Linked DNA regions of Mus musculus: regions 1 and 3 are each linked to region 2. The links are chromatin contacts, called in public HiChIP or PLAC-seq maps. All regions are on one chromosome and are shown on one strand. The core of a region is the stretch at or near the end of the contact, and the rest is flanking DNA. Distances in the headings are between cores, read along the strand shown. Region 1 has its middle 58 kb from the start of Gm46567. Region 2 holds the start of 4632428C04Rik (RIKEN cDNA 4632428C04 gene). Region 3 has its middle 4.3 kb from the start of Gm32740.

The links. HiChIP or PLAC-seq counts read pairs in DNA pulled down with a chosen protein or histone mark.
Region 1: a contact with region 2 is called in an HNF4G HiChIP or PLAC-seq map of pancreatic cancer cells. The contact joins the enhancer-like site here to the promoter of 4632428C04Rik in region 2. A contact is called at or near these places in 1 of 39 promoter capture datasets (the 3T3-L1 cell line), 1 of 15 datasets of contacts at CTCF or cohesin (the NIH/3T3 cell line), 6 of 484 Hi-C or Micro-C datasets (B cells, brown adipocytes, embryonic fibroblasts and 3 more) and 8 of 115 datasets of contacts at active chromatin or transcription factors (embryonic basal ganglia, embryonic limb bud, embryonic stem cells and 5 more).
Region 3: an H3K4me3 HiChIP or PLAC-seq map of the SCID.adh cell line shows a contact between it and region 2, with 10 read pairs. The contact joins the enhancer-like site here to the promoter of 4632428C04Rik in region 2. A contact is called at or near these places in 4 of 484 Hi-C or Micro-C datasets (the G1E-ER4 cell line, cerebral cortex, liver and 1 more), 8 of 115 datasets of contacts at active chromatin or transcription factors (the SCID.adh cell line, craniofacial prominence, differentiating embryonic stem cells and 5 more) and 1 of 9 other capture datasets (adipose tissue).

What each region holds. Positions count from the first base shown.
Region 1 is chr16:29,753,678-29,757,129 of GRCm38.p6, forward strand. No RefSeq gene overlaps it. Among named protein-coding and RNA genes, the nearest start is that of Gm46567, 58 kb to the right of the region's middle. Within about 2 kb of position 1,379, at least 47 of the 459 cell types and tissues checked have an H3K27ac peak or open chromatin away from gene starts, as enhancers often do. A contact at or near this core is called in pancreatic cancer cells, where this site is marked.
Region 2 is chr16:30,006,531-30,010,033 of GRCm38.p6, forward strand. 4632428C04Rik (RIKEN cDNA 4632428C04 gene) reads left to right here and starts at 2,137. Exons shown (of 3, transcript NR_033631.1): 1 at 2,137-2,200.
Region 3 is chr16:29,854,621-29,857,999 of GRCm38.p6, forward strand. No RefSeq gene overlaps it. Among named protein-coding and RNA genes, the nearest start is that of Gm32740, 4.3 kb to the right of the region's middle. Within about 2 kb of position 1,786, at least 9 of the 459 cell types and tissues checked have an H3K27ac peak or open chromatin away from gene starts, as enhancers often do. A contact at or near this core is called in the SCID.adh cell line, where this site is marked.

The DNA.
Region 1 (3,452 bases), core at 129-2,628, 250 kb before region 2:
TTTTACCTTGGGAAATCTTCATTATCTTCCAAAACTCAGGGAACATTTCTTTGTCTTTGTGCACCTTTTCTCCTTCCTACAGATTAGTTTGGTAGAGCTGTTACAAAAATACCCAGAATTGGGGAGACACTCCTATTCTTTTAGAGGTCCATCTGGGTCCCAAAGGCATGGAGAAGCAAAACAGCTCACACCGTGGCAGCCAGGAAGCAATAGAAAAAAGGAAGATGTCAAGTAAAATAGTTCCAAGGTCATACCCCAGTGATGTACTTCCTATACCTATAGTAGGCAACTACCTATACCTCTTACCCACTCCCAACAGTGCCATCGTACTATGAATGGATCAAGAGTTGAGTCTGTTGTGTTTTATAAAAAGGGGAGAGGAATATGTTTGGTGGATGTGTGGTCAGGTGTGGGGCATAGGGATACCTCCGAGGGCCCATGCTGAGGCATCCCTTCCCCCTGAGGGACCAGCCACAGGACGGAATACATGGGGAGGGGAGTTGAGAGAGTAGGAGAGAGGGGGGAGCTTAGAGAGACCGCCGTGAGTACATGGAAAGGGGGAGGGGAGGAAACGGCAAGTGAGGGGGAAGGGACAAGAGGACAGAGGGAGAGCAGGAAGGCAAGAAAGCAAAAGAGAGCAGAAGGGGCAAGCAGCCCCTTTTATAGTGAGTCAGGCACACCTGGCTGTTGGCAGGCAACTGTGGGGCGGAGCTTAGACAAAATGCTAACAGAGTCCACTCAGTAGAGCCCCTAAACCTCCCAGGCTGCAATCCTGAAACAGACCATAGAAGAACACAACCTTATCATCCCATCTCATAGGTATTGCTGAATCAGGGCAAGTTGGTCATCACAGTTAATCATATACCATCCACCAGAATCAAGTTCTGGGTTGTTTATGCCCCTCATGCCCATCTACATCAAGAATGGCATCTGGCAAACTGGAACATGGCCACATTGCTGTTTCTGCTCTTCTCACTGGATTGCGAGCTCCGTGAGGACAGGGACCAGGGATTCTATCTTCTCCACGGAAGCTGTATGCTGGTGCCCTGCATTAAGAGCAGCATGGGATAGGAGGTAACCTTGCTCCAGCGTGTTTGTTTGAACACCACAGTCTGGCTGGCCTTACCAAATTGTGACGTTCCCTCTACTCAGGTCAGCACTTTCCATTGGGTCAAGTGTGGGCTGCCAGTGAATTTCCAACCTGATTTCCTCTGCTCTGGTCTCCCTGGGAGGTCTCTGTGCTAGACACAGTCTGACTATGCCTGGAGAAAGCTGACAGCTCTGGCTGCTCACTCCCTGCGACTGCTCTGATGGACTCTGCAAATAGCCACTTCTGCCGCAGGGTGTTCCAGCACCATAATGCAGCATTCAGTGGCTGCTGCCGGGTGTGTGCTGGCAAGTCACAGGGCAAGGCCACCACAGCTCTATAACAATCTAGGTCTGTGCAAGGGCCAGCCTTCTTTCTCTCCTTATTAGCAATTTTCCTCTTAGTCATCTATGTCTCAGAATAAACCCTCCCTTCCCTCCGCCAGGGATCTTTCTCCTCTCAGGCTCCGACTGGCACACACAGCAAAGTCGAAGTCAGATGGCATGTGGGATCAGTGAAGTTCTTTAAAGAGGATCTGGCCCCATCCTCCTTCCCACAGGTGGGGAAACTGAGGCCTGGGGTGGATGGGAGACACCTGAGATCATGCAGAAAGCTGGCATAACACAGAGGGAACTTACATCCTTAACTATTCCACAAATGGCTCTTTCTCTCCACTGCCCTCTCTCATCGAAGCCTAGCCCCTCCAGGATCAAAGAGGGTTCAAGCTTAATTAACATTTAGCCCAGAAACAGGCTCTAAAGAAGGTTTGCCTGAACCCCTTCCCTGGCTCTGGCCACCACACTGACAAAATAAAGAGGTTCTGTCCCATAAGAGTGCCGTCTGCACAGGACAGAAAAGACACACTGTTTGCTGTCCAGAGATCACATTTCATGGAATATTAGAGGTTAAAAATAGATTTGGATACTGACCACAAACTCAAAATAAACTAACTCAGTTTGATTTAATCTTTCATTGAAACAAAAACTGGTTTATGGTTTGTCGTTTATGTATAATTATCCCAAGTGCTAATTTCAATTGGTGTCTTACTATAAAAGAGAGGTGCTGGAGAGATGGCTCACTGAAGAGAGGAGCACACTTGGTTTGGTTCCCAAAAGTCAGGTAACTCAGAAGCTTGACCCTCCAGCCTCTGGGTGTCTGCCATCTTCTGGCATCCATCTACACCCGCAGATATGTGCATACACTCACACGGGCAGTGTTCTATGGATGCAAAGAGACCCCATGACCACAGCAACTCATAAAAATAAGTATTGAACCAGGGCTTGTTTATGGTCTTAGAGGTTTAGTCCATTCTCATCATGGTGGGGAGCATGGTGCCATGGAAACAGACCTGCTGCTGGAGAAGGAGCTGAGAACTCTACATCTGGATTCATAGGCAACAGGAAGAGAGAGACAGTGGGCCTGGCATAGACTTTTGAAACCTCAAAGCCCAAGCCAGTGACACACTTCCTCTGAAGCCACGCCTACCCCATAAGGCCACACCTACCTCAATAAGGCCACACCTACTCTAACAAGGCCACACCTCCTAATCCTTTCAAAAAGCACCACTTCCTGCACTTCAAATATATGAACCTATGGGGCCATTCTTATTTGAACCACACATACACACTTACACATGGAAAAAAAAAATAAAGCCTTAACAAATGAGAAGAAAAGTTTATATGGAATACCATTAAAACTCTACGTCCTTGTAATCTTAGTACTTAGGATGCCGAGGCTTGCTACAAGTTCAAGGCCAGCCTGTGCTACAGAGCAAAATGTTGACTCAATACAGACAAAACCAGCAACAACCAAACCAAACCCCAAATGTGCACGTGGTAGAGAGACCCAGGACTACAGCAAGGTCAGGGTGTCACCTGCTCTCATCTGGGGCGCCACCTGCTCTCATCTGGGGCATCACCTGCTCTCATCTGGGGCGTCACCTGCTCTCATCTGGGGCGTCACCTGCTCTCATCTGGGGCGCCACCTGCTCTCATCTGGGGCGCCACCTGCTCTTATCTGGGGCGCCACCTGCTCTCATCCAGGAGCTCCCCGGGTTTAAAGCATCAATGGACACTGGCAGCAGTTGTGGTTCTGGCCATGCCTCTAAACAACTCGCTTCTCTCTGTTTGATTTTAGTTTTCTCTTTCAATTATAGGACCCGGGAGGATACCCTCAGGTTTCATAAGCTCCATCCAAAGGTAGCTTACAAAGTCATCATCACAGAAGAGACACCTCAAAGGGTCGGTAATGAGGAAAGTGATGGAGAGGTAGCTGAGAAACGTCTCTTAGTTAAGACAGCTGAGCCTTGGGAGAGTTACAGATGGCAGTCTGGCTCTCTCCAAGGAGAGATGCCCCTCTAACGTTC
Region 2 (3,503 bases), core at 887-3,386:
ACTTCCCTCACAGCAGTCTTCCAAGACAAACATGCTTGCCCCTTGATGCTTGCTAGTTCTGGCCTCTATTTATGCCCATATTTCTGGCACCAAGCAGGCCAAACACACATCGGCTTCAGCATCTGCTTCTTGGAACCCACCTAGGTCTACTGCTGTGGACTGAACTCTCTCCTGAAAACACAAGTCAAAATCTAACCCCTAACGTAACAGTATTCGGAAGCAGATCTTTGTAGAAACCGTTTGAGGTCTTAAGAACAGTATCCCCCATCTAACAGGGCTAGTGTCCTTATAAAAAGGCATGATCGAGCCCTCTGCCATGGGAGGACACAGAGAAAGTAGCTGCTGTGGCGACAATTCTGGAATTTCAGATTCTTTAAATAACACAGAAATGTTATGAGAAAGTGTTCTTGTTTTAATCCCAGTGTGGGGCTGTGGGGCTGCTTCAGATTGTCTGCAGCAGCTGACGTGATTTCCTCGTGCCCTAACAGAGGCACAGTTTTGCCAGCTGCAGACAATTTCTGCAGTTGTGTGACCTCTGGAATTCTGGGAACTTTTCAGAGGGTATGTAAATGCTAGAGCCACAATAGGCAGGGTGGGTGGGGTTTTGGATGCAGTTTTCTCATACTCAGAGAAGAAACAAAAGGAAAGAATTAGATTCAAGGATCTCTGTCTCCCCTTTATCCTTTCCTTCTTATCTAGTGATAGGTAGTGAAAAGGGGGTGGAGGAATAAAGGATGGGAAAAAGAAGAATCCACAAAAAGCGAAGACTATCTACAAACTGCCTATAAGCCAAGGAAGAGGGACTTCAGGGGAATTGAGTCACCTGTGCCTTATTCTTTGACTTCAACATCCAGAACTGGGCGTCAGTCAATGTCTGCCGCCAGTCTATGGTATTTTAGCAATTGTATATGGATTAATGACAGGGATCTCTCACTGACCTTATCATTATGGGAACTTCATAGAGTGCACTTATACAAAGTAAGATGGGTAAGGTGTCACTAGATGACATACTCTTTTGAGAACCACTGCCATGATGCATCCTGTCGTTAACTGGAGTTTCATTATTCAAAGCTTATAGCGCACCAAATACCACCGAATGCATTCTTTTCCCCCTTTTTTTCTTTTCTTCTTCCTCCTCCCTCTCTTCTTCATTAGATTCCCCAATAGAAAGCAGAGGCTGGCCTCAAACTTGTGATCTTCTTGCTTCCTACGTGCTGGGATCATAGGCCTGTGGCACCACACCCTACTCAGATTTATGTTCTGCAGGTGAGGGGAGAGATTTGAGATGGCAAGATTAGCCTGACCGAGGTCACATGTCTGGGCAATGAGGTTCTGAACCTGTGATAAATGGTATTGACAAGTGTTCATGTGGGGGTGCACTCAATCTGCAGAGTGGCTGTCACATGCAGAATTCAGTGTTGTTCATGGGGGGGGGGGGGTACATAGAAGGGTAGCCCGTCTTTGAATAAGAAGTTGCAGGAGAGAGAAAGACTAGTTAGGCAGGCCATGACCGGTACAGAGCGGGGACAGAAATCAAGTGCATGGGGACTTCAGGAGAGGCAGCTGTTGAACTGGATTAGGTTAGCCTGGGAAGAACCACAGAAGTGAGACCTCATCGCCCACTGTGAAGAACAGGCAGGGAGAAAAAACAGAAACAGATCATGCTGGAGGAGAGCTGGGTACAGCAGAGACCCCACCCAGGTCCCGAGCCTCCTACGGGGGTGGCATACACACACACACACACACACACACCTCGACCCCTCAGAAAGCAGCAGAGGCTGATGCTAGGTGAAGACCCTGGATCCCTGGACCCCGAGGTTTGCCCCCACCCCCATCTGATTTCGTCCCAACTGCCCTGGAAGGCAGCGACACCACAAGGAGCCTTGGCTGAAGAGACACTTGGCCACGGAGTGGAGAGCCAGGCTCGGAACAAGGTGCACTGCGCTGTCTCCAGTCTTGCATGGCTGCCACCCAGAATGTGACTTTGCCTACATCTCCCTGCATGGCTAGGCATTGGAAACCTTGTCCCTGGCTGACTTCTGGACCCATGTGACTCTCATCCAATGACTAGAGGGGAGGCTGCCCCCGCGTTGAGGTGCAGGGCTCTTGCCTAGCTCTCCGGGGGAAGGGTCAGGCAGAGTGGAACCTCCTGTTCAGGGCTGGCAAGGTCCAGACTGGAGCTGTCACACAACCCCATGAGGTCAGTCCCCTGCATAGCCCTCAGTTCTCTGGCCCTTTCCCGGAAAGAGGTCACCGCCCAGGAGCTCTCAGAACAGGGGCTCTCTGTGTCTAAGGCCGGCCTGGTGGAGCAGGAGGATGCATAAGGCCAGCGGGGGCAAAAGAAGGGCGTGCTGGGCCACTCGCTGCGGGTGGCGCCGCAGCCCCGGGTCGCCGGCAGGGACCGGCGTGTGGGCGGAGAGGCGGCGCGCGCTCGGAAGTGGCCCCGGGCGGCCTCCCAGGCGGGCGGCTCCTGTTTCCCGGCTCCCGGGCGGGCGGGCGCGGGCCAGCTGCTGGGAGGTGAGCGGAGCAGCGTTTTCCCACAGTCTGGGGCGGTGACACATGGCGCTCACACATTCCACAGCCGGCGGCCGCGCCAGGCCTGGCGGTGAGTCAAGGCAGCGCGGGGAGCTGCCGAGAGCAGGTTCCGACTTTGGCACCCGGCGCGCCGCCTTCCCGCCTTGCCCAGCCCGGCGGGGGCGGAGGGGGGAGGGGGACGCCGGTTAACCCTTGGCTACCTAGGCGTACAGCAGCAGAGGCTCCGATGCTTGTCCATTGAGGGGGGACAGAGGGGTGGGGGATACATCACCACGGCGGATACCTACACACCCTGTGTTCCTTGTGCGTTCTTTGCTTTTTTTAGACCGGGGGGGGGGGGGGGGAGGGGGTATCTGTAATCCAAACTAGTCTGAATTCATTGTGGCTTCAAACTCCTGGTGATGCTCCTAGTTACAAAGCAGAAAACCAGAGAAGTTGCTCGTTAGAGACGGTGCCACTTCTGGCTTTTAGATTCAGACACGAACTGCCAGAAAGACTGGAGGGGTGAGGGGAAGGCTTTTATCGTTACTGTCCCTTCATCTAGAGTCTCGCTTCTGAGTCTGACCACTGTGGCCAGGCCCAGCTCCCGTGTGTTTATTGACTGGATCAAAAGTCTAGGTCGCAGTTCCTTCTGGCAGTCGTTGTACAGATAGAAGCAAACAGCTGGAAGCCTGCGCGGACAAATGCACACCCACATAACCACACACTTTAAAAAAGGCGGGGGACTGTGACTGTGGTGGGTGTTGTCCCCATGGGAAGGCTGAGCACTCCAACCTTGGCTTCCCTTGGGCGTGTGTGAACTCTACATGACTTCTGCAGCTGTTGCTGCGTGCATCCCCACCCCGATCTGCATCTACCTATTCTGAGACCACACAAGCCCGCAGCTTTCATCAGACTTGAAGGTCCCACAGACCAAGGTTCAAAGTTCGCGCTTTTTTTTTTTTTTTTTTTTTGAGTCAGGGTCTTAC
Region 3 (3,379 bases), core at 536-3,035, 150 kb before region 2:
ACTCTTGTTCTGACTTTAAGATCATTGTACTTTTAATATGGAAGATAGGCCTGGAGAGATGGCTCAGTGGTTAAAAGCACTGACTATTCTTCCAGAGGTCCTGAGTTCAATTCCCAGCAACCACATGGTGGCTCACAACCATCTGTAATGGGATCCAATGCACTCTTCTGGTATGTCTGAAGGCAGTGATGGTGTACTCACATACATAAAACAAGTAAATAATGGTATAATATGGAAGATAGATCCATACTTAGAATTGTCACAGGATTTTATCATTTCTCTTATTCTCATCTCAATCTCAAATCACACAAGAAGAAAGAGGAAATCTACTCTCAATATCACGCCTGTGCCTTCAAACAACCACTGGAGTGCAGGCGCACACCTGCTAAGAGTCCTCCTCAGACAGTTCCCATGGCTCTGGCCGCCACCTCACAAATCTAGGTGCCGTAATGAGCCTTGCACATTTCCAAGAGCAAGCTTGCTTGCTCCCATTCAAAGGCTCGGATGTTTTCCTCTCTCCCATAATCCATTAATATATTTATGCCAAATTTGGAATTACACTGTAGAAGGAGGAGAGAGCCATACCAAGGACACGGCCACTCAACTCGAGTGTGCCTTTATTCCTTTCCACAGGCAAGATGCTTCTGGCTGGCCCACAGCTGAGTTCGCTCATTGTGCCAGGCAGCAGAGGCATCTGAACTAATTCCCCTCACTGCTAACTAGGCAAGTCAAGTTTAGGGAGCAGGGGTGGGGGTGGGGGGAAATTATATAATTTGAGTTAATTGGTTTGGGGCTACCCAAAGCCCCAGCTGTACTGAAGGGAATTGTTTGGTCTTCAAAACCCAATTAGAGTCATTCAGGAGATGTAAAATAGATTTTATTCTTCTCCTTGCCAAGCTGTTGTGAGGAGACTAGCCTCCATACCGTATAGGAAAATATCCTTTCATTATGGCTGCCCAAAGGCATCCTGAAAACAGGTAGATCCAAAGGCGTGGGGGCCAGCTACAAAGGAACACGCTAAGCAGCTCATTTCTTTTACAGGTTCAGGAATGCAGCTCGAGTGATAAGACAGGAACCTCAGTGACCCTTGAGGTCCCGTAAAATGTGTGCTCGATAATCAAATGCTTTGAAGAAACAACTCCATCTGTTCTTTTTTTTTTTTTTTTCCTAAGTAGAGATTGGCTGAATAGGTTTGAAGCTTTCAAGGTTGACTTTCCTAGATCTAAAATAACCACACGCGATATCCTTCGTTATGTGTAAGCGGTGGCCACAGAAATCAACTTTCAGCAACCACAGCGTGAGTTTCCATGTGGGCAGAGCATGAGAGCCATTGCATGGTGAAAGTGATTGGAAACACACTAGGTTTTTGATCCAACAGTTTATGCTTAAGACTGGTTTTCTATTATGACCCCAAAGATCATTCCTTTTTTATCTACGTAGTTATTTATTTCAATTTCTTTAGACAGTGTCTTACTATGTAGCCTTCGCTGGCCTGGAACTCCCTCTGTAGACTAGGCTGGCCTCTAACTCAAACAGATCCACCTATCTCTACCTCCTGAGTTCTGGGATTAAAGGCATTTACTACCACTCCTAGCCAAGATCATTCCTTTTTGTGGCAGGTCTATTTGACCTAAAAAGAAGCTAGAAGGAGAAGGCGATCTGTGGAAAGGTCCCTCCTTTGTTTAGAGTCATTGCTTGATGCAGCAGATGCACAAACTTTGCTCTTCCGTGAGAGAGCACTGTGTGCATAACACAGGAAAGGAAAGATCAAATCTTATCTTCAAAAGACTTTTAGTCTCACTAGAATGAGACCTACAGAAAGGCTGTATGTCTAAGAGTACTGACGCACATGGAGAATGAGCAAAAGCACAAAGATTTACTGGGAGATGTCTTAAGCCTATTGAGGTTGAAGGTGGGTCTTGAAAACTCAAGGGTGATCTTCAAAGCTGTGAGTGCAGATGACGGAAGACTCCCTGGCCACCATTCAAGACCCCTCCTGAGCTTCACTTGGTTGGGAAAATGTTTCCACCAAACAGAAGGAACAAGAGGAAAGAATAGATGAAGACAGGAAGTCTTCAAGAAATGTGGAAAGCATTGTGCAGTGCTATGAAAAAGCAACCACTGGGGGCATGCATCCTTAGCTGCTACATTTTAAAGATGAGGCCAGAGGATTCCAAGTCTGGGACTAGCCTCAGCTACACAAGGAGTTCAAAACTACTTGGGCTGCATGAGACCCTATCTGAGGAGGAGGAGGAGGAAGAGGAAGAAATGCAGCCAAGAATACTAGAATACATGCAGAAAACAATTGGAAATCACAACTGAGACTAGTTAAGGCCTGGTGTGCAGCAGTGTCTGACGCCTGGAAGGGAGGCAAAGACTGCAGACTCCCCATCCCAGACTTTGCCCAGTCCTCCCCTCCCTGAGCCAGTGTATCGGTGGTGTCCAGGTGCCACAAGTGGAGATTCAGAACATGGGACCACAATGTATTAAAAGTTATTATTTAGAAGCTAGCCCTTTAAGGGGACACTGAGCCCCATAGAGGAGTTAAGTACTTCCTTCTTGAGACAGGGATACATACCTATGTTCACCATATAGTAGGTATTCTGCCATCCCTGTGACACAAACAGAATGCCACCTTTGGCTGGCTATTGGAGAAAGTGTGCCTCATTTCCCTGATGGACCAGATCTTTCTGCCTGGTGGTAGGGTGATGGTAGTGGTGGTACAGGCACTTTACCCATAGTTAATCTTGGGCTGGAATTGTTCCAACTGAAACCCTCACCCCTTCTGTCCACACAGTCTACCATGTCAAGGTTCCTGGGAAAAAGTAGAGTCCTGATGGTGACATGGTCCACCTCTAATCCTAAAATGACCTCCAATTATTCTTAAAATTAAATACCCAATTCTCATCTGGGTCCTTGCCTCCCTTCCAGGCATCAGACACTGCTGCACACCAGGCCAGAAGGGGAACGTAGAGTCGAGGATGGGCAGGATTCCAGGCTGGGAGCAAATGCCACAGGGGTGGCAGAAGAGGGAAGGTCTTCTTTAGGGAAACTTAGTGTAACGGCTCTTTTAAGCAAAGACCCTCCCCATGGCAATCCTTAAAGAAGCAGCTGTTATTTTAGCTTGTTCATATTTCTTTATTGGGGGTAGATATAAATGAATACACTTTATTCAGGGTGAACTAGGGATTGATTATATAATTTTGGGTAAGGTTGTGAGAATATCCAGGGAGGAAAGGTCATTGGCTGAAGGCTAAGGCTATTGAAATGCCTCATTAGCATGGAGAGGCTTTCCGGATGGTGTGCTACATAACTGAGGGCCCTGGGCATATTATCTGAGTGCTGTGGTTATGTGCTCCAGAGCAGGCATTTGAGCAGG